Regions from separate parts of the Mus musculus genome. Here region 2 is linked to region 1. The links are chromatin contacts, called in public HiChIP or PLAC-seq maps. All regions are on one chromosome and are shown on one strand. The core of a region is the stretch at or near the end of the contact, and the rest is flanking DNA. Distances in the headings are between cores, read along the strand shown.

Region 1 (6,935 bases), core at 3,214-5,713:
AGCACCAAAAGGTAAAGAGCCGGGTGGAGAAACACCCCAGAACATTCAGATGCCAGGTACAGAACACAGTTAGGAGACTTGGCTGTGGGACACGGGTTCTTGCCACCAGTCAAAGCCATCTTTAGATTGCCCTCGTTAGCCCCCTGCTGGAAACTCTGCTGCACCAGGGTTGTTTCTTCCACACACCAGACTAAGCTGTTGGACTCCGGGTGTTTCTCAGCCTTACTGTCCTATAATAAATCTGAATTATTCCAGTTGCTGCTGACTATGCCTAAGAAAACATATGTAAGTATAATTTGTCAACCAAATTCTGTTGTACATGACTACCTACCGGCAACTTTGATTGATTTCTGTAGTGCTAAATAAACATTTCAGCTGTCTGACCCCAAACGTGGGGCTGTATTGTAAAACAGGTTTTCCTTGGGTTATGGGATTTATTTTATGTCTGATTAAATTTGGGGGAAATTTTCATATCAGTAAGCAAGCCATTTTAGCTGTTTTTAGGGGCTGGAACTTTTTATTTAAGTTGGAAAGTGTGTTGAGTAATGTGCCATAAGAAAAAGGAGTCAGTTTTTGAGCGGGGATTGTTTCTTTTCAGGGTGCATACATACCTTCCAAATTAGAAAGTTTGCTCACTTGCAGTTTCATTTTGAAATCCTAAATTAGTAGAGCCATTTTTTTTTGTTTGAGGTAGACAAATTAACTATCTGTCTGCAGAGTTGGAAGTATTTAGACTCCTATCATTCAAAATTAGTTAAATATAATATTTGCCTGTATATAAATGATATTCTATATTCTTTATTGTTACAAAAGAACAGCTTATGAGTACTAAGACATCAGGGTAATGTTTAATAAAGTAGAGGTTTAATGTTTTAAAAATATCACATTGCTAGAGCTGGAGGGAGACCTCTTGTGTTAGGAGGTCATCTGTTACGGGAAGTCACTACCCTCGAGGAAGATGGGAGTGTGGCTCCCAGCACCCACATCAGCACCCATCTTGCTTTGACTCCAGCTACAGTGGATCCGGAGCTCTCTTCTGGCTTTCCCGGGACACATGGTGTGCACGCATACCTATGAGCAAGCACTTCCAGATAAAAACAAACCTTAATTTTTTTCAAAGTACCAAATTACTATTGGTCATAAGATCATCCAGAAGCTTGAGGTAAGAAAGAATGAAGGAATACTAGGTCCTGTTTTCAGCTAAGTGTAGACAAATTTCTGTCCTCCTTTAGGTCAAATAATAAAAAAGTCATATTTAGTGTCTATTTTGTTTCAGGGCATTCCCTTAATCAGTCCTTTAGTTGCTATTTAAGATGGATAATTCCGACTGTATTATAAATAGAGGCTCAAAACTTAATGGAGTACTTGGCTTAGATAGATGGTGGCTGTCCAGAGGAGAGAGCCTTGCAAGCTCTGCATCAGACCATTGTTCCCAACTGTTCCTAACTGGCGATACTTTGAAGTGGCTCCATCTCATAATCACAATTGCCATTGATTTGCATATTCTGATAGATGAATTGACTCCCTTGTTCCTAAGCATCCTTCCCCTTCTGCAGTACTAACATTCAGACAAGTGCAACACTTTAAAAGAAATTCAGGCAGTTGATTGTGAATTTAGTGACAGAAGTGAAAACAGATATTGACGTAGGAAAACTCTTTGGGGTGCAAAGTAACAGCTCTTCTGATCAGCACCATGGGTGTGACACTAGCCCAGCCTGCTCTTAAACATAGATCCTGTGCCCTTTCTCCAGAGTGTTTGTACACTTGATCTAGAATGGCTATTGATACTTTGTACTGAATGCACTCTGCCAGCCGTGGGTGAATGAATGCTTTGCACACGGTCAATTTTCAATAAATAGTGGATGAGGAGTATACACCTGTGGTAGTAATGGGTGCACAGCTGAATCCAGAATTGACAACTGTTAAAAGCAAATGTATCAACAGAGTGTTTCATTTGTAGTTACTGTTGAGGATAGAGAGAGGGTCCTGAAGTTTATGAAAAACATTTTCACACCAGGAGTCTGTGACATCAAAGCAGTAAGGAAGAGGAAAAGCTGCTGGTTTATTCTGCAAGTAGCACACACTGCAGTGCATTTGATACAAGTTTTGTTACTGTACGTCCACCTGAGGTGGGAGCCCAGTGGCTAGGCTGTTGAGGTTTCCGGTTTTCACATATTATATATATTGCAGAAGAATGCTTTTTTTATTCCTCTAGGCTTATAAAACAAATGAAAAGAAAAAGTTGGTATATTCTTTACTCTGACAGTTTCACTCCTTGTGAGGTTTACTGGCCCAGTATTTTTGTGAAAAGAACTTTAAATCAAAACAGCTTCAGTTTCTGTGAACTCTTGTTTCATATCCAATACAAAAATTGTGGACTCTATAGATTTACTACAAAGCTTGAATGATTTTTTGTCTACTATTCACCTCCGTATGGGTGTGTGTGTGTGTGTGTGTTTGTGTGTGTGTGTGTGACAGTATTTTTAGGTGAGGTTCTCATGAAGCCCAGGCTAGCTTTAACTCCTTTGTAGCTGTTAAGTTTGAACTGGCCCCCCATGCTTCCAATGCGGAGTGGTGAAATTATAGGTAGGCACCACCACACGCAACTCTTGAGTGCTGCTGAGAGCCGAATTTGCAGCTTTGAGAATTTTAGGCAAATATTCTGCTTTTTGATCCATAATTCCAACTTGACCCACATTTGAAAATTACAGAGTATACATGCTCGTTTGTGATTGCAGTGTTTGCAGAGTGTTTACACATCTCTACCCATATTCCCTTAGCCCAAGCAAGTCAGTGAAGTCCAGAACAGGGACTGTAATAAGGAACACTGGCTTTCAACAATTTGAACTATGTAGGTAAGGAGAAATAAAACACAAAAGACCAGTGTTGAGGACAAAATAGTGCAGGGCTCGGGGGGAGTGGTGTGGGCAGCAAGCTATAAGCATGTGGTTTTACAAGGATAGCACGATATGTGTGTGTGTGTGTGTGCGTGCGCGCGCGCGCGCGGGAGCGCAGCTTTTTAAAGCTACTCAGTTACAGGCGGTGCTCAGTCCTTCCTGTTTAGTCTGAATAGGTTTTCCAGATTGGGTAGAGGCTTGGGAACTGGATTTCTACTCCCAAAAGCTGCTTTGAGGAAACCAGTTAAAACAGTCCAGATAGGAGTAATCTTCGAAGACCATATAAGTCTGGCACATGTTTCTTTTTTTTTTTTTAAATGGTTTTTTAAAGGAGAAACAGATTTTTGATTTTTTTTTTTTTCAGTGAACAAAGCAAAACCTAGAGGTCCCCTTACGCGAAGGGTAGCTTGTTGTAAAAGGAAGAAATGCGGGCTGGTGAGATGGCTCAGTGGTTGAGAGCACCCGGAGTTCAAATCCCAGCAACCATATGGTGGCTCACAACCATCTGTAAGAAGATCTGATGCCCTCTTCTGTAGTGTCTGAAGACAGCTACAGTGTACTTACATATTATAAATAAATCTTTTTTTTTTTTTTTTTTAAAGGAAGACATGCTACTGCTTAGGAGCTCAGGATCCTGCTCTGCTTGCTGCCATTTAGGATTACTATTTCCTGGTGAACACTGTCACCAAATCTCCTTCCTGAGAGCTAAGCAGATCCTAGTAATTTGTTAGGACAGTTTGTTAATATTAGACCATGAGTAACGACAAACAGTTTTACTTACAGCCTTTTCTTTTTGGGAGTCCCCAATGCTATTTATACACAAGGTATCCTACACATCAAAAAGTGCGTTTTACCCTTCAAAGTTCAAGTCATGTCTTAATCCTACCAACGTACCAAGTCTGCGCATCTTTTGTCCCTCGTGCTTGTGTGTGTAGTGAACTAAAGGTCCATCACCATCCTGGTTTAGCTCCTAGGTTGTACCCATTATATCCTTTTGGTTTTCTAGTCATTAGAAAAATATATATTTACTTGAAATAAAGCCTAAAATTTGTTATTCAATGTGCTTTAGGTGAGTTAATAAAAATGGAAAGTTTTTGAATTGATGATATAATCTCTATATCAGAAGTCACCGTAGTCCAGGCTTCAGATGTAGTTCAGTGGTTAAGATCATTGGCAGTTCTCCAGAGGACCTTCCAGCACCTACAGGCAGCTCACAACCATCTGTAACTCCATTTCCAGGATGATGGGACTCCTGACCCTGAGGGTAGGTATTGCATTCGCAAAGTACACACACAGGCAGCTATTATTATTATAATCTTGGCAGCTAAACTCAGTCGGGGTGGGTGTGGACAGAGGTACCCTCAATATGCACAGCCTTCATGAAGTGCCTGCTGCGCCCTTTCCTGCACCCAGCTCTCTCAGGGAAAAAAACCGGGTTCAGTGTCAACTTCCTGTCCTGGAGAACCGGAAGAAAATGCATGTCTCCTTCGGCGCGTGCGCAGCCTGGCAGGATGCGTACCTAGCGTCGTCCTGGGCTCTACTTGAGCCTCTCATAAATCCTGTTTTGTGTGACGTCATCTGTTGCTTGAGGTTCCCAGACATTTTGGAGCTGCGGAGGGCGTGGAAGAGGAAAGGTGCAGCCCCGAACCCCCGCGGATCGGCCTAGTCCTTTGACAGCATCTGACACGAGTACGGATCCCAGGATCACTGTGATCCGTGATGCTATAGAAGAAAGCAAGACGGGGAGTGGTTCAAACTTCGTTGCTGACTGGGAACGGACCTTATAGAGGAGCCCATGTTACAATCAAAACCATCCGCCTTCCAACCGCAAGTTTTAACTTCTGTAAGTTTCAGGGCGGGAAGCCCGCGCAAATTATAGAGCCGGATCTATGGCGACCGAGCATCTGCCAGCAGAGAGAGCACAGTCACTTCTCTCTGCCCCCCGGCGCGAGGAAGAGCCGCAGAAACCCAACTATGCTCTCAGACTTACTCTTGCGGGGCACTCGGCGGCCATATCATCAGTTAAATTTAGTCCTAATGGCGAATGGCTAGCGAGTTCTGCAGCTGATGCACTAATTATAATTTGGGGAGCATACGATGGGAATTGTAAGAAAACACTCTATGGTCACAGTCTGGAAATATCAGATGTTGCCTGGTCTTCAGATTCTAGTCGTCTAGTTTCAGCCTCAGATGATAAGACTCTAAAGGTATGGGATATGAGATCTGGAAAATGTCTGAAAACACTGAAGGGGCACAGCGATTTCGTCTTCTGTTGTGACTTCAACCCACCATCCAACCTCATCGTTTCGGGCTCTTTTGATGAGAGTGTGAAAATATGGGAAGTAAAAACAGGAAAATGCCTCAAGACTTTGTCTGCACATTCGGACCCCATTTCTGCCGTAAATTTTAATTGTAATGGGTCCTTGATAGTGTCCGGGAGCTATGATGGGCTTTGTAGAATTTGGGATGCTGCGTCAGGCCAGTGTTTAAGGACACTTGCTGATGAAGGCAACCCTCCAGTGTCTTTTGTAAAATTTTCTCCAAATGGTAAATACATTCTCACTGCAACTTTGGACAATACTCTTAAACTGTGGGATTACAGCAGGGGCAGATGCCTGAAGACATACACTGGTCATAAGAATGAGAAATACTGCCTATTTGCCAGTTTCTCGGTTACTGGTAGAAAGTGGGTTGTGTCTGGTTCAGAGGACAACATGGTTTACATCTGGAATCTTCAGACTAAAGAGATTGTACAGAGGTTGCAAGGTCACACAGATGTGGTGATCTCAGCAGCCTGTCACCCTACAAAAAACATCATCGCATCAGCAGCACTAGAAAATGACAAGACAATTAAAGTGTGGTCGAGTGACTGCTGAAGTCTCTGGCAGGCGATGAGGAAAGCCAAGTTAGACACAAAATCCAAAGGATGGTCTCTCTGGATTCTGGCAAAGCTTAAACTGTCCTTGAGTCTGAATCATCTTACTTTGCAAAGTGAGACCCTTGTAAAAACAGGTCTAGGACTTAGGGCTTGTGAATCCTAGTCTTGAGGCCTGCTAGGAATCTCCTGTGCTCACCCCTGGACAGAGCCTCATTCTTTCACTGGCTTTCCCAGGGGGGTAAGGTTTTTGGAATATCTGGAAAGGTGACACAACAGGATGACCCAGGGGAGGAGGGACGTGTAGCCTCTGGTTTGGGAGGTCATTAAGGGCAGTGACATTAGGGAGGCAATGAGAGGATTGGAGACATTTTACATGTCACTTGTATATTTTTGTTATTCAATATGATTGGGCATCAAATTGCCAAATTAATCTGTCAAGTTGGGGACAATAAATCATGGTCCGGTTTGTTCTATGAATGATAAACTATCCAACACATACAACACACACAGTGCTTTTTGATGATAAATATGAAAGTGACAAAAATCAAAGCATTTGATACCTAAAATGAAGCAAAGGCAGAAAGTACATATAGCTAGACAGCATATGGACCATTAGATTTCTGAAGCCATAGGCAGCGTTCCATCATATGTGCGTCTCCGTAAGTTCCCAGACAGTGGCACGTGGTACCTTTAAAGTTACAGCTGTTAACTGAGAGCTCTCGTGTCTGATGGCTAGAATGTCGTGTCATGTTAGCTCTCGGGAGGCGTGTGAGAGTCAGTGAAGTGTTAACAGCAGAAACTACCCGCATACCAGACACCTTGCTAGCCTAAGGACAAGCTAATGGAGATGTACTGATCTAAGTGGTTACTTTCCAACACTTAGAAGTACAGGCATGGCGTTTTCCTAAGTACAAAATGTAATACCCTGAGGGTAGGAAAGGGACTGATTGGGAGCCAAGCCATGAACTAGGAGGTAGCAGTTGTCCCCCAGAAAGTCCAGGATGAATAACTCAAAACTCATGGCCAGACTACTCTCATGCCAGGGCATTCTCAAAGGCTCTTCAAAATGCCTCTGCCTACTGCCATGCCAGACCATTCAGTGCATGGGGAGCCAGCCTTCACAAAGACACCCTGGCTTCTTATCCTGTCAGGCATGGTAT
Region 2 (6,935 bases), core at 1,792-4,291, 75 kb before region 1:
TTTGTTGTTGTTGTTTTTGTTTTTGTTTTGGTTTTGTTTTGTTTTGTTTTGTTTTTTTTTTTTTTTTTTTGGTTTTTCGAGACAGGGTTTCTCTGTAGCCCTGGCTGTCCTGGAACTCACTCTGGCTGGCCTCGAACTCAGAAATCCGCCTGCCTCTGCCTCTGCCTCCCAAATGCTGGGATTAAAGGCGTGTGCCACCACACTCTTTTTTGTTTTTTAAAATAAATTTTATTCCTTGAATTATGTTGCTTTAGGTGTTTGATTTTAAATCTGGTAGGTGCAAGAGGGTAAGGAATATGTCACTTTAGCAGGTAAGAATAGGTAAACTCACCTATTTATGAATGGCAAATCACACACACATCAGAGGATAGATAGGATAAAGCATTGCCTTCTAAGCTAATTGGTATGTTTTTTTAAGGAGGCCATAAGCTAAGCATGTAGATTCTCTTTATATCTGGTGTAGCATTACAGGTAGATGGGTCTTAGCTGCTGTGGCTGACAATGGTGATGATATCCTTGGGGTGTATAGTGGCTGTGATGTTCTGTGTTTCTTAAGTACTCAACTACCCTCCATATCTGTTTTTTTTTTTTTTAAAGATTTATTTATTATTATATGTAAGTACACTGTAGCTGTCTTCAGACACTCCAGAAGAGGGAGTCAGATCTCCTTACGGATGGTTGTGAGCCACCATGTGGTTGCTGGGATTTGAACTCTGGACCTTCGGAAGAGCAGTCGGGTGCTCTTACCCACTGAGCCATCTCACCAGCCCCCATATCTGTTTTTTGATAGGTGCTTTAGCCCTGCAGTGGTCCAGTGGGGAGCAAAGAAGAGGCGGCCTTGAAGCTGGATCTCCTGCCATCAATCTCATGGGTGTAAAAGTGGGAGAGATGTGTGAGGCCCAGGAATGGATTGAAAGGTTGCTGGTCTCCCTGGACCACCACATCATTGAGAATAATCATATTCTCTATCTTGGGAAAAAAGAGCACGACGTGCTGTCTGAGCTCCAGACCAGCACAAGAGTCTCCATTTCAGAGACTGTCAGTCCAAGAACGGCCACTTTGGAGATTAAAGGTCCCCAGGCTGACCTCATTGACGCAGTTATGAGGATTGAATGTATGCTGTGTGACGTTCAGGAAGAAGTGGCAGGAAAAAGGGAGAAAAATCTTTGGAGCTTGTCAGGTGAGTGACTGCATGTTAAGTTAAAAGCCCTTGCTAGGAATTGTGCGACACCACACCCTTTATCCTCCTGGCACCTGTAAGGTAAATCTGTGTGAGTTCCAGGCCAGCCAGGGCTACATATATGGTGAGACTGTCTCAAAATAAATAAATTGAATGAGGAAAAAAGTTTCTTAAATTTGAAGTAAATGTCCTTCGAACTAAGGGATGAGGGAGGTGTTAGTATGGGTTAGTATTGGTATTGGTATAGATTAGTGTAGGTATGGACAGTAAATTTGTTAAGTCAGGTCAAACCAATAATATTCCAGAGTGCTCTCTGTGAATAGAGAAGATGGAACGGAAACAGAAAGGAGCGAAATGGTGAACCCCAATCTCCCAAAGCCAGGTGCAATCCCAACACAGGGCAGATAGAGGCAGGAGGATCAGGAGTTTAAGTCTACCCTAGCCTCAAAGTAAGTTGGAGACTAACCTGCCCTACATACTATCCCATCTTCAAACAAAGCAGTCAGTTCTCCCAAGTGTTCCTTCTGGTCGCATATATTTGGGTCTTTGTGGATAACAGACTGAGTGAAGAAAATAAACCGTTCTGGCTCAGACTTAGGCTATTTGCTTTTCATGATTGGGGGTGTAAATGTTTTTGTTTATTCCCTGAGACTTTCATACATGTAGACAATGCATTCATATTCACCCCCATTCTTCTGTCCCAGTTCCTCTTAGACCTCCCTGTTGGGATGACCCACTAATATTGTATTTACTGTGTGCGTTCTCAATTGTTAATTGTTGGGCCAGGCTGCACCAGGCTAGCGGGATATGTAAATGCTTGTCACATCCTCACCTGCTCAAAAAGAAAGGCAAGTTGCTGTGGGGAAGGTCATGTATCTCCCAGTGCCAACTGGTTGAGTTTGTAATAAAGACCTGAGGGCTGAGGCTTGGGCAGAAAGACAGCAGGAAAGAGACATTGAGTGGCAAGTGGAGAGAATCAATGGCAGGTAATTTGGGTTACGTTTAGATGGGCTAGCTAAGGAATAGCCCCAGCAGACAGGCCAACAGCTTTAAACTGTATAGATGTCTATGCGTCTTTATTATTATTCTATTATTATTAAACCTCAAGTGAGGCCAGTAAAAGCCCTGAAATCTCCACATTTCCCTTCCAACTTCATGTCTTTTTAAAAAAAGTACACTGAGTTCAATTGGAGCCTTCCATATGCAGGTGAATCTAGTGCTATCCAGTGGACCATGAGCAACTTACTGGGCTACATCCCTGAGGAAAATGGACTCCTCCTCCTAGTAGCCATCAAATACCATAGTTCCTTAGTTAGAGGGGCCAGTTCCCAAGACTCTCCCCTTTACATGCTCAAATTTTGACTGACTTGATTTTCTGCTTATCTGGTACAACAGCCACAGCTGCTGCTGTTCCTGTTTCCAACAACTCTGTTATATCCAGACCTCTTTTTTCTTTCCTTTTTTTTTTTTTAAGATTTATTTATTTTATGTGAGTACACTGTTGCTGTCTTCAGATATACCAGATGAGGCATCAGATCTCATTACAGATGTTGTGAGCCACCATGTGGCTGCTGGGAATTGAACTCAGGACCTCCGGAAGAGCAGTCAGTACTCTTAACTGCTGAGCCATCTCTCCAGCCCATCCTCTCCCCTCCCCTCCCCTCCCCTCCCCTCCCCTCCCCTCCTTTTTCCTTTCCTTTCCTTTCCTTTCCTTTCCTTTCCTTTCCTTTCCTTTCCTTTCCTTTCCTTTCCTTTCCTTTCCGAAAGGGTCTCAAGTAGCGGAAACTGGCCTTGAACTCATTGCAGTAAATCTCCTCCCAAATATCCCCAGGCAATGAAAACACAACACAGTTAATATGATTACAAGCTGTGCGCCTAGATTGGGCAGATCTACCGTTACACTACCATCTTCCACAGCTTATGAGACCTCTTAGAACTTGCAGTTTCTCCAGGCCATGTGCTTCTGCTCTGCTTTTCTCCTTCTTCCTCCTCCTCTTGTCCTCTCCCTCTTACATTTTCTCCTTCTCTCTCCCCCTCCTTCTGCTCCACCTTCCCTTTTTTTTAAATTTTTTTTATTTTTTATTTTTCCACCTTCCCTTTTATCTGCCCAATCATCAGCTCTCCTTTATTTTACAAATTAAGGTGGGAAGCAGGTTTACAGGAAATCACCTGAGTGCTGACTCATTCCTTGTTAGCAGCTACTGGACCGGGAGAACGGAATTAACATCAAATATAATTAGCCCCAGGGCTAGCCACAACAATTACATACTTAAGGATAGCCTTGAACTCCTAGTTCTCCTGCCTGTGTGGCTATTGAGTGCTTAGTTAACAGGTTTCTGCCACGGATGTTATCTGTGCTGATGAAATGAGCCAATTCAAGCCAAAGTAAAGTATATAAAGGCAGGTTTATTGGGTACAGCTCTCAGGCTAATTCATTGAGATGCTGTGCAGAGGAGGAGACAGAAAAGTGGGGTCCACGGAGAGAAAGCAGGCATGGGGGGGGGGGCTGGAAGAGAGAACAAAAAATGTCTGGATTACATAGGGAAGAGCCTCCTGGGGAGGGGAAGCCAAGCTCATTGGCTGGGAAGTTCAGGATAGAGGACAGGATATGCCAGCCATATCCTGTAGCAGGTAGGGACTGAGAGATGCTGGTAGAACCTAGAGACCAGTTCTGCTTTGGTACGTTAAATAAGCACCTCCACACCCTGTTCCAACATCTTCCAAATCCCAATAGCCACTGTGTCTGACCTGGTTTGGTTTTTTTGTTTGTTTGTTTGTTTGTTTTTTGAGATAAGGCCTTATAACCCTGGCCTTCCTGAAATTGATTATGTATCCCAGGTGAGTTTTAAACTTAGGACAGTTATCCTGCCTCAGCCTCCCTGGGGTTACAGATGTGAGTCACCATGGTTAGCTCAGGTCACATCACTTTGATAAGCCATGTTTTGTCTTTCTACTGTTAGTTGTAAATTAATAAATAGAAACACATACTGTCGGATTTACTTGTGGTGTCATGGATTATACAAAAAGCCTTAAGACAAAGTTAGAGCCATGCAGAGAAGACAATAAGAAATGGAACATGTCCACTTCTGCAAATGCAGCATTAACGGGTAACTGTATTTTACCTGATGGCCAGGTTGTAGTATCTGATGCCCTCTTCTGGCATGCAGGTGTACATGTAGATAGAGGAAAAAAAATAAAAAGAGAGAGAGAGAGAGAGTTAACATATTTTTCCCCCTGTGTTCATGGAGCATTGAAACAAGGTTTTTTTCTTACTCATTATTTTAGGACAGGGGACCAACCAGCAAGAAAAACTGGATAAAATGGAAGAATCGTACACATTTCAACGATACCCAGCATCATTAACTCAGGAACTTCAGGACCGAAAGAAACAGTTTGAAAAGTGTGGCTTGTGGGTTGTGCAGGTATAATCAAAGAAGGCTCTGGTTTACCTAGCTGTTAACTGGTTCTATAGCCAAAATGAAAATTCTCCTGCCAAGGACTCAGCCGCTCAGTCACCTGGAGTCTGGAATAAGACTGGGTAGAAATACAGGCCTTGAAGAGTAGAGTTAGAATCAGGAGGCAGACATGATGTCAAGACAAGCAGAGACACAGACTCAAGATTTATGAGGAAGTGTCTACCTGTCATCGACAACTACCGTGGAAAGCACACGGTGTTTAGCCTGCCGTGCTACCTCTGTTTAACCCACTTTTATCTTACTAAGCCATTAGCTGTAATGGGACACATACTATGCCTGTAGGTCATTTCTGTACCAGTGACTGCACATGCTGATGACACAGTGGAGTTGTGTGTGAAGCAGGGTAGGCATGCTGTGTGTATGCTGTCTAAATAAAGGGCTTCTCCAGTTAAAGTGTCCCAACAAGGCAAAACTTTACTTCTCATCAGCAGGGTGCACGCTACTCAGAAAGAAGAGCTGGGTGGGGGAGCTCACTCGGTTACATTCTAACACAGGTGGAGACTGTCCTGTCCCCACTGACAGGAGTCTGACCTCCACTGTTGCTGGCTTGGCTAGCTTTCAAAGAAACTGTGAAAAGGAGATGAAGGAAATGGGGGCAGGGAAGTGCCAGTGCCTAAATTACTTAAGCTCCTAGCTGCCTGGCCTTTGTAAATAAAAAGTTTTATGGGGTAGGAGATTAAAGCTTTGTATAAAAGTCTTACTAGGTATGGGAGATAAGATTTGAGTTCCTTCTCATAAAAGACTGTCAGGAAAGACTAATATTTGAGGTCTCTAGTATGTGGAGGTTAGGAAACCTTAGCTGTTGTCCTGCCTTAGGACTCTTCTCTTCCACTGCTCACCTTGTTTTTTTTGAGACAGGGTCTGTGGTAGTTTGAATGCGAACGCCCCCACCCCCACCCCCACCACCCCATAGGCTCATACATTAGAATGCTTGGTCCCTAGTTAGTGTAACTATTTCAGAAGGGTTTGGAGGTGTGGTCTTATTGGAGGAGGTGGGTCCCTGGGAGTGGGCTTTGAGGTTTCAAAAGGTATGCCAGCCTGTCTTGGTCTCTGTTACTGTTCTCATACATGCCTGCTTCCTTTAATTATGATCATGGACCAAACGTCAAAAACTATAAGCAAGCACTAGTTAGATGCAGTCTTTTATAAGAGATGCCTTGGACATGGTGTCTCTTCACAGCAATAGAATAGTAACTAAAACGGGGTCTCTCGCTTTTACTTGGAACTTGCTAATTGGGCAAGCTTGGCCAGCCAGTGAGCCCCAGGGACATGTGTCGTCCCCAGTCCTGGGATCACAAGCACATATCACATGTGTGGCTTCTTAAAATGTAGAGTCTGAGGAGTGAACTCAGGTCCTCATGTTTTCAAGCGGGACACTTTACCAACTAACTGAGCCATCCCCCAAGCCTGTGAAATCTTTATTAAGTTACTTTCTTTTGAGACAGAGTCTCACGTAGCCCAGGCTAGCTTTATACTTGCATATGTAGCTGAGACTGTCCTTGATCTCTTTCTGACCCCTCCCCCTGTCTCTACTTCTGGGTCTAAAGGCATACAACTGACATTATTAAATGCACTTATTGAAAAAGGGGGTAGGATATTTTGAAGAGACAGAGAGAGAAGCCAGATTAGGAGAGAACTGAACAGCAAGCTTCATATATTCTATCCACGTAGCACATGTATCTTTCAAGCAGTGCGGGAAACAATTTAAGTAGCCATTTTTCAGAGCATCAAATCTCTTCTTTGCTTACAGGTGGAGCAGATAGACAATAAGGTGCTGCTGGCTGCCTTCCAAGAGAAGAAGAAAATGATGGAAGAGAGGACGCCAAAGGGATCTGGGAGCCAAAGGTTGTTTCAGCAGGTCCCACATCAGTTCTGCAATACGGTGTGCAGAGTCGGCTTCCACAGAATGTATTCGACATCCTATAGTAGGTGTCAGGCTTGTCCTCTGGGCGTGTCTTCAGGGCTGCCTACTTGGGCACAGGCTAGCAGAGTCAGTGGGTGACTGTCGGGGAGGGATCCTTCTCCCCTGGGCTTCAGGAGTGAAGTCTTTTAGAAATGGTCACTCTTTTATCTTTTCTGTCTTTTGTTTGTGTGCGATACATTGATGGGAGAATGGACAGCAGGATCTATGGTGCTCGTTTTAACCTTGTTCCCGTTTCAGTGTTCTAGCTATCCTATCTGCAGAGGGCGCCTTGATGTGTCCCTTTCTTACCTTTCTCATTTCACTGATAATACCAACTCCTCCTTCCTTAGTTAGAAGCTAACATTTACCTTAAAGT

The links. HiChIP or PLAC-seq counts read pairs in DNA pulled down with a chosen protein or histone mark.
Region 2: an H3K27ac HiChIP or PLAC-seq map of embryonic stem cells shows a contact between it and region 1, with 7 read pairs. The contact joins the enhancer-like site here to the promoter of Wdr5b in region 1. A contact is called at or near these places in 2 of 39 promoter capture datasets (the C10 cell line and liver), 1 of 15 datasets of contacts at CTCF or cohesin (CD8 T cells), 1 of 484 Hi-C or Micro-C datasets (embryonic stem cells), 3 of 115 datasets of contacts at active chromatin or transcription factors (bone marrow-derived macrophages and embryonic stem cells) and 3 of 9 other capture datasets (adipose tissue, liver and pancreatic islet).

Annotation. Positions count from the first base shown.
Region 1 is chr16:36,036,727-36,043,661 of GRCm38.p6, forward strand. It overlaps Wdr5b (WD repeat domain 5B), which reads left to right and starts at 4,464. Exons shown (of 1, transcript NM_027113.2): 1 at 4,464-6,248. The coding sequence starts at 4,787. The coding sequence ends at 5,773. It also overlaps a transcript of Kpna1 not described here.
Region 2 is chr16:35,963,185-35,970,119 of GRCm38.p6, forward strand. Parp9 (poly (ADP-ribose) polymerase family, member 9) reads left to right here. Exons shown (of 11, transcript NM_030253.3): 8 at 791-1,180; 9 at 4,466-4,602; 10 at 6,407-6,581. Gm15564 (a long non-coding RNA gene) reads right to left here. Exons shown (of 2, transcript XR_001781900.2): 2 at 3,567-4,336. Among named protein-coding and RNA genes, the nearest start is that of Gm15564, 17 kb to the right of the region's middle. Within about 2 kb of position 3,042, at least 13 of the 459 cell types and tissues checked have an H3K27ac peak or open chromatin away from gene starts, as enhancers often do. A contact at or near this core is called in embryonic stem cells, where this site is marked.